Linked DNA regions of Zea mays: region 2 is linked to region 1. A link is a contact called in public Hi-C data. All regions are on one chromosome and are shown on one strand. The core of a region is the stretch at or near the end of the contact, and the rest is flanking DNA. Distances in the headings are between cores, read along the strand shown. Region 1 has its middle 54 kb from the start of LOC109944567. Region 2 holds the start of LOC100274833.

Region 1 (3,621 bases), core at 464-2,963:
CTGGCGGGAACTCGATCAGGCCGACATCGAGCTGCAAAAATGAACAGGGCGGTGTCCATGGCCAGAGCGAGCACAGTCGAAGGGGATCGAGCTGGGGCTTCCACGGAACGGCACGTGGGCGGATTCCATGGCGGCCACGGCAGAGTGGAGGACAAGTTTGAGGGGCGCGCGCAGGGACGAGCTCGGCGCGCAGAGAGCAGCGCGATCGGCCGAGCAACACCGGCGAGCCTGCGACGCCAGGGAGCAGGGAGCGGCTGCCAGCAGGGGGAAGCCGCCATGGATGAGCAGGGCGCGAGCACGGAAGGATGAAGCTCGGCACGGCGGCCATGGCAACGGGCAGAGGGAGGGAGAAGCAAGAGGCAGCTGGGCTTAGAAAAATGTGCACATAGGGAAGAACGGAACGCGCGCGCAGGGGCGAGCTGAAGCAGGAGCAGGGCCGAGCGCCGGCCATGGAAGGACCTCAACAGGGCGCAGCTTGAGGATGAGCAGAGGAAGAGAGAAGCATGGGGCGCCATGGCTGGACGCGCGCAGGGAACTTGGACCAGGACGGCGGCGCATGGGAGCCCTAGGGCGCGCGGCACATAGAGCTCCAGGGCGCGCGTGCTATGGAGATCAGGGGAAAGGGGCTCGACTGGGAGTTGGGGCTGGGCGCGGTCTGAGCTCACAGCAGAGGAACTCGACCGGTTGAGGGGAGCGGAGGGTGGGCGAGCACAGGGAAGAGGGAGGTGAGCAGAGGATGGAAGCCAGCGACACACAGAAGATAAGGCCTCCAGCCGTACGTGGTAAGAAATCAGAAGGGGAAAAGAGAGAGCGGTGAGGATAGGGATCGGCGAGATCTCTTTTTTCCATTTTTTTCCCAGAAATCACAGATATTTCGGATTAAGAGTTTTAGCGATAAATAAACAGTCAACTATACGGACTATAAATTTCATTTTCCGAATCACGAAACAGAACATCAGAGTAATAACGGTTCTGACTAAATCTTGTTTGGATAGTTTTCGTGACTATCCAGGGCACGATGTAAACGGACTGAACCAGAGTACATCGTATGTGACATTTTACTCTAGGACTGATCCCTATTGAAATCGACCTGGTTAGCAATTATTCGATTTCGACTCTAGTTACCTTCGTCCGATTTAGTTTGCATCACTTCTATCGTCGAGTTTCAATTAATTTGTTCGGGATAAGAGTCAGAGGACTGGACCAAATTTCCAAATTCGTATTTGCGCGAGCGATGAACCTTAAATAATCACCGGACGCACCGATTTTCAGAACAACAATGTTCCGAACATCACGAAAATTTAGGAAGAGCCCGGATAGATAAAAACGATATCGAACTCGTGACAGACGAAACAGATGCAATATTAAAATCGCGATAGACGTAGATGATTAAAATTTAATATCTGTTTTATCCACTGATATTACGTGCTTAAATCCATACTCGTTGTCGAGCGGAATATAAACACCAGGGGTGTTACATTTATTTTGTTATTCGACTAATATAATCCTATTAATTGAACTTGCTTAAGGGAAAAGAGGATCAATTAATCTCCTTAGGTTTCATAATCCTAAAACATTATCATATAGATATATTTATTTATTTGTTTTATTATTTTCTCTTATACTAGTTTTGGGCTATACACCGGGGCGACGTCGACGCTGCACTGTGTGCAGGCACGCGCCCGCGCCCGAGTGGCGGCTGGGAGAAGCCGTGGGGCTGGGGCGGGCCCCACATGCAAGTGAGAGAGGGGAGGGAGTGAGGCGCGCGGCTGGGTTGACGGGCCTCGGCCTGGCCGAGCATGTTAGGGATTTCTTTTTAAAGAAACTATAAATATATTTAAATACTTCCAAATTATATTAAACTCACCAATAATATTTCAGTAAAATAAAATACATTATAAATAATCTTTAGGCAAAATTTCTATTATTTAAATAGATTGGGCTTCACAAAGAAGATAAACTAAAATAAAGGTGTTACAATTCATTAACAAACAAAGAAATCATGCACTTGACATGAACGCATCAATCACTTAGTAGATTTTAATCATCACAAAATTTGTTTAATCTCAGTTATATCACCATATTAATTATTTAAAAGTATTTTCTTCCTAATGATAATGAATTAAACTAGATTGTTTTAACTGATGGATTTAAGGTGTTACAACTCCTTTGTGGAAGAGATAGCAACACTTAGACAAAATCGTAGTGTACGCTCGCATTTAGTTATTTGCATAGGTTTTGTTTAAGTGAACTATTATTGGCCTATCAAAGCGTGAGAAAATTACAAGTCCTAATTCACCCCCTCTTAGGCGTCTTTATTCCTTACAAGTGGTATCATAACCCGATTTAGCTCATTAGGAATCTTTTGGCTTAACCTTCATTGAGTCGACGCTAGATAAGAGGGAAGGGATGTGTCGGTACCCTGAATCAGGGGTACCCTCTTCTATGGTATGAAGGCGCTGCACCCGCACGACACCCCCGGGTCATACGGGGAGTGGCACCCGACCCCACCACATGGGCAGGCCTAAGGGCACCACGTGGCGAGGAAGGATAATACATCCCGGGAAGCGCCGTTGGGTCCGGTCCTCCGTAGAGGGACACCGGACCCCTGTGAGTACAAGTTCGGAGCTCCCGAGGAGACATGCCGGGTCCCCCCGAGTGAGGTCCGGGCCTTAGCAAGGTCCCGGGATGGAGAGGACCCTGGCACAAGCAAAGGTCCGGTGCCGACACGTGTCCAGGCCTTGCCGTACGCTCCCCGCTCAGGCGGAAACCCGCCGTGGCCGCGTGGCTTGTGACATAACCCAACGGGCCAAGCCTGACGTAAGGCCCATACAGCTGTGCAGTCTTTGCATTTATTGCGGAGAGGACGCGCCGCCTGCCACCACGCCGACGGACGACGCACCCTCTCAGCATTTAATGTGTCCTGTCCAATCCACCGGGGGATGGCGTCAGGGTCACCCAGCAGACGGCACGCCTGACCAGTCTGTCGGCGAACGGTGCGCCCGTGTCGAGCGGTGCACAGTACTCATCATCCCTTCTACAAGAAGCTTCCCCTGCACGCCGAAGATACGGAGATCTCCGGCGTCAGGGCACAAGAAGATTGCCCCAGCAGCAAACATTGGTGGCTCCAAGCGCTATATTCTTTATGTCCCTGGTCACACATGTCGGGGCCCAGTACCTTTGTGCATGCCCCCCTTCAGCTATAAAAGGGGAGGCTCGTGACGTTACACACAGGCTCAATCTTTTAGACCCAATCTTAGACTCACAAGCTCATACAAGCTCACGAACAATACATCACACAGTGGAGTAGGGTGTTACGCTCCGGCGGCCCAAACCACTCTAAACCCTTGTGTGTTCTTGTGTTCTTCCCGTCTTCTCGACTAACAAGCAAAACGCCTAAGCCTCTCCTCATCTTAGGATTTAGGGCAGGTGCACTCCGCCACCCGGCCGGAGATTTGCTCTCCGACATTTGGCACGCCAGGTAGGGGGCTAGGCATTAGGTTTTTGCTTGTCTCCTTGCTCAAGCATGATGGTGCAAATCGTCGTACACCGTGCCGAGACTTCGGTGGATTTCGCGGTAGAGGAAGAGGATGCTTCCTCCACGCCGCAAGTTCCCAACCG
Region 2 (3,621 bases), core at 674-3,173, 150 kb after region 1:
CCTGGGTCGGGCGGAGCGGAGTTCGCCGTCTTCCGGGGCTGAGCCCGAGTCCGAGCCCTGGGGTCGGGCGAGGCGGAGTTTCCTATGACGCCCGAGGCCGGCCTTGGCTGCTGTCAGCCTCACTCTGTCAGGTGGCTCAGCAGTCGGAGCGGCGCTGTCCTCTTGTCAGACCGGTCAGTAGGGCGGCGAAGTGACTGCGGTCACTTCGGCTCTGTCGACTGGAGGACGTGCGTCAGGATAAAGGTGTCAGGCCACCTTTGCATTAAACGCCCCTGCGATTTGGTCGGTCGGCGTGGCGATGTGGCCAAGGTTGCTTCTCGGTGAAGACTGGGCCTCGGGCGAGCCGATAGTGTGCCCGTTGCTGGAGGGGGGGGGTCCTCGGGCGAGACGTAGGTTCTCCGGGGTCAGCTTCCCTTGCCCGAGGCTAGGCTCGGGCGAGGCACGATCATGTCCCTTGAATGGACCGATCCTTGACTTAATCGCACCCATCAGGCCTTTGCAGCTTTGTGCTGATGGGGGTTACTAGCTGAGATTTAGGGGTCTTGAGGGTACCCCTAATTATGGTCCCCGACAATTTGACTCTCTATTTACCTTTTCATAAAGATTATATTTTATATGTAGCATCTACACTCCAACAGATTAGAGCAACTCCAAGAAATTAGCTAAAAAGACTAGCCAAATTTACTGATTTAGCTACTCTCTAAAATAGATTTTAGAGAAAAAGTGTAGGCTAATCCAACAAACTCGGTAAAACCTACGGACTGAATAGAGAGTGAAGCAGGCTATCCAAAATTGGAGAGCGAAGATAGAGAAATAGAGAGCCACTAAATTTGAAGAGTCGTTTACAGAGTCTATTGGATACAATTTTCTTTTAATATTAGCTAAATTTACCTTTACAAAACCATATACCTAGTCTCTTGGAGTTGCTCTTATCTATCTAGTTTGGCTAGTTAGGTGGGTAGCCAAATTTAACTAGTGAGGGAGTCAATTTGAAGAGTCATATAGCTAGTTTGTTGGAGAGTTATTTTGCTGTTGAGTAGCTAAAATTTGGCTTGGCGAACCATTTAGCTAGTCTTTTGTAGATGCTTTTATAGTTAACTATATGTAACATAGAAATTGTTAGCTATATTACTCCCTCCGTCCAAATTAAAAATTGTTTTAGGTTTCTAATAAGTTCGTACAATGATATCACTTATGTGTTTTATCTATTTATCTATTCATCATTAGAATAGATACATTAAAAATAACTCTCTCCCGTGTGAGGCGTGTCCACCATTGCCATTTGCCGGTAGGGAAAACACGTTTTGCAGTTAAGCCCTGGGAGAAGGTGGTAAGCCTATTAAATCCCTCATCGTCGTCCCCTGCCAGCTGCCCTGCCTTCTCTCTCCTGTGCAATCTTCTCTCTCGGTATCCCTACCCTTCTTCAATCCCCAACCAAACCCCTCCTCTCCGCTCTCACTCTCGCCCGCGTCGCAATCATTCTCGTGGGGGCGGGGGGCGCTTTAATCCCTCCCCGGATTTCTGTGGCGTCTGCTCCCTCCACCCGGATTCCGCCAGGATTGAGTTAATCGCATCGCATCCTCTCTCTTCCTCCCCCCGATTGTTCCATCTGGGTCGCGTTGCTTCTTTCTTCCCGATTTGCCGCCGCCATCCACGTCTTGCAGGAGTAGGACTCCGCCCTGTCCGTCCTATCCACCTGTCCTCGCTTCCGTCCACGCCATCGCCGCGCTCTCTCTCCCTGCTGCTGCTTTCTTGGGCCGGTCCGGGGCTTCGTCCCTGCCGGGCGTAAATGCGCGTCCGTGCAGCGGATCCCAGCCTTCGCCGCTCCAAGTCCTGTCCTCGTCTGATTCCAACTAGGAGCAGGAGGAGGAGAATCTTCTGCGCATGCTAATCCTAGCAGCGGTGGCCAGAGATGACGAAATCGTTCTGACTTCACCTGCGCTGGCGGCTGCTCAGCTCCGAGCCCCGAGTACTGAGCCCCTCCACTGCTATGGACATCTTCTTGATCCGCGCCTGTCTCCTCCGGCTGCTGCTGGTGCTCTTCGCCGCCGCCGCCACCTCTCCGGCGGCGGCGCAGTCGCAGCCGCCGTCGCCCGCCAGGATACTCGACGCGGCGCTGCAGGACTACGCGTACCGGGCCTTCGCGCGCCCCCGCACCGGCATTGTCTACAACGCCACGCTCCCGGGCAACCTCACCGGCATTGCCGTCTCCGCGGTCCGCCTGCGCAGCGGCAGCCTCCGCCGGAAGGGCTTCCCGGGCTACTTCCAGTTCGGCGTCCCCACGGGCGTCGTCGTGCAGCCGTACGTCGAGCGGGTGGTGCTCGTGTTCCACGACCTCGGCAACTGGTCCGACCACTATTACCCGCTCCCCGGGTACACCTACCTGGCGCCGGTGCTCGGCCTGCTGGTCTACGACGCCGCCAATCTTTCCGCCGCGGGGCTGCAGGAGCTCAACGTCATCGCGTCGGGCGGCCCAATTTCGGTGCGCTTCGGCGGTAATGTCAGGGCGGTTCCGGCAGGCAGTGCAGCGCCAAGGTGCGTGGTGTTCGATTTGGATGGCGTGCCGCAGTTCCGGGACCTGGAGGCAACCGATATGTGCTCGACGTATCGCCAAGGGCATGTCTCGATAGTGGTGAACTCCAGTGGGATTGCTCCTGCTCCACCTCCACCTGGCGCGATAGCCCCGTCGATTCCGACCACTGGAGGAAATACCAAGGGAAGCTCAAAGGCGTGGAAGATTGCCGTCAGTGTGGTTGGTGCTGCCGTAGCACTGGGTCTCATGGCTGCGCTTCTGCTGTGTTTGGTGAGGCATAAAAGGGATAAGAAGCTTCAGGTGATGGAACGGAATGCGGAGGTTGGAGAGACATTGCGGATGGCGCATGTTGGGCGGACACAAGCACCGGTGGCGTTGGGGACACGGACACAGCCGGTGATTGAGAACGATTACACCGCATAGTGGAGTTTTGGGGTCTTCTGCATGATTCTACTAACATGAAGACATCACCATGGTGATGGCTGGAGATGAGATTGTCCATTGGTTGCTTGACGCGGACAGTTTTCCATATCAGCAGAGGGCAACTGCAGCTGCTAATTTTCAGGTCCAAGGTTCAGCTCCATGAGGGTTCAGCACATTATTTTGGTGGGTTTGTTGTGATGCTCAAGTTTTCTACTGCAAGACAATGGCTATTGTTTGTTCATGTTCATATGTGAGGAGTTCCTTTTCATTTCCAAGCAAGCAGGCAGTGTTGTGGAAATCTTATTCCTATCAGACTTGGAGTCCTCAGTTATTCTTTTGGGGGTATCTGTATTCAATAGAAAAACAGGCTTGGCAATGGAGCTGAGGTAACATTCATTGCACATTGCGATCACGCAGCATGAGTCAGGCGGATTCATGCTGTGCTGGAGAAATTCATTCATCCAGCTTCAATAATTCGATTCCATTTCTTTTTTTTCTTCTTCTTCTTGGTTTCATGTTTAGACAACTGCTAAGATGATGTAGTGCTGCACATGTTTACTGCTTATCTGTTGTTGTGGTAGTTAGTCTGATTGTGATCATCTAGATTTCTGGACATTTATTTTACATCCGTTGTGATTGTTCTCTTGGAAACAACTTATGTTCTA

The links. A called contact is a pair of places that touch in the nucleus more often than the background predicts.
Region 2: a Hi-C map of leaf shows a contact between it and region 1, with 6 times the contacts expected there. The contact joins the promoter of LOC100274833 here to the enhancer-like site in region 1. A contact is called at or near these places in 2 of 25 Hi-C or Micro-C datasets (ear and leaf).

Annotation. Positions count from the first base shown.
Region 1 is chr2:155,818,823-155,822,443 of Zm-B73-REFERENCE-NAM-5.0, forward strand. No RefSeq gene overlaps it. Among protein-coding and RNA genes, the nearest start is that of LOC109944567, 54 kb to the right of the region's middle. Within about 2 kb of position 1,714, at least 18 of the 20 cell types and tissues checked have an H3K27ac peak or open chromatin away from gene starts, as enhancers often do. A contact at or near this core is called in ear and leaf, where this site is marked.
Region 2 is chr2:155,968,447-155,972,067 of Zm-B73-REFERENCE-NAM-5.0, forward strand. LOC100274833 reads left to right here and starts at 1,924. Exons shown (of 1, transcript NM_001149100.2): 1 at 1,924-3,329. The coding sequence starts at 1,991. The coding sequence ends at 2,956.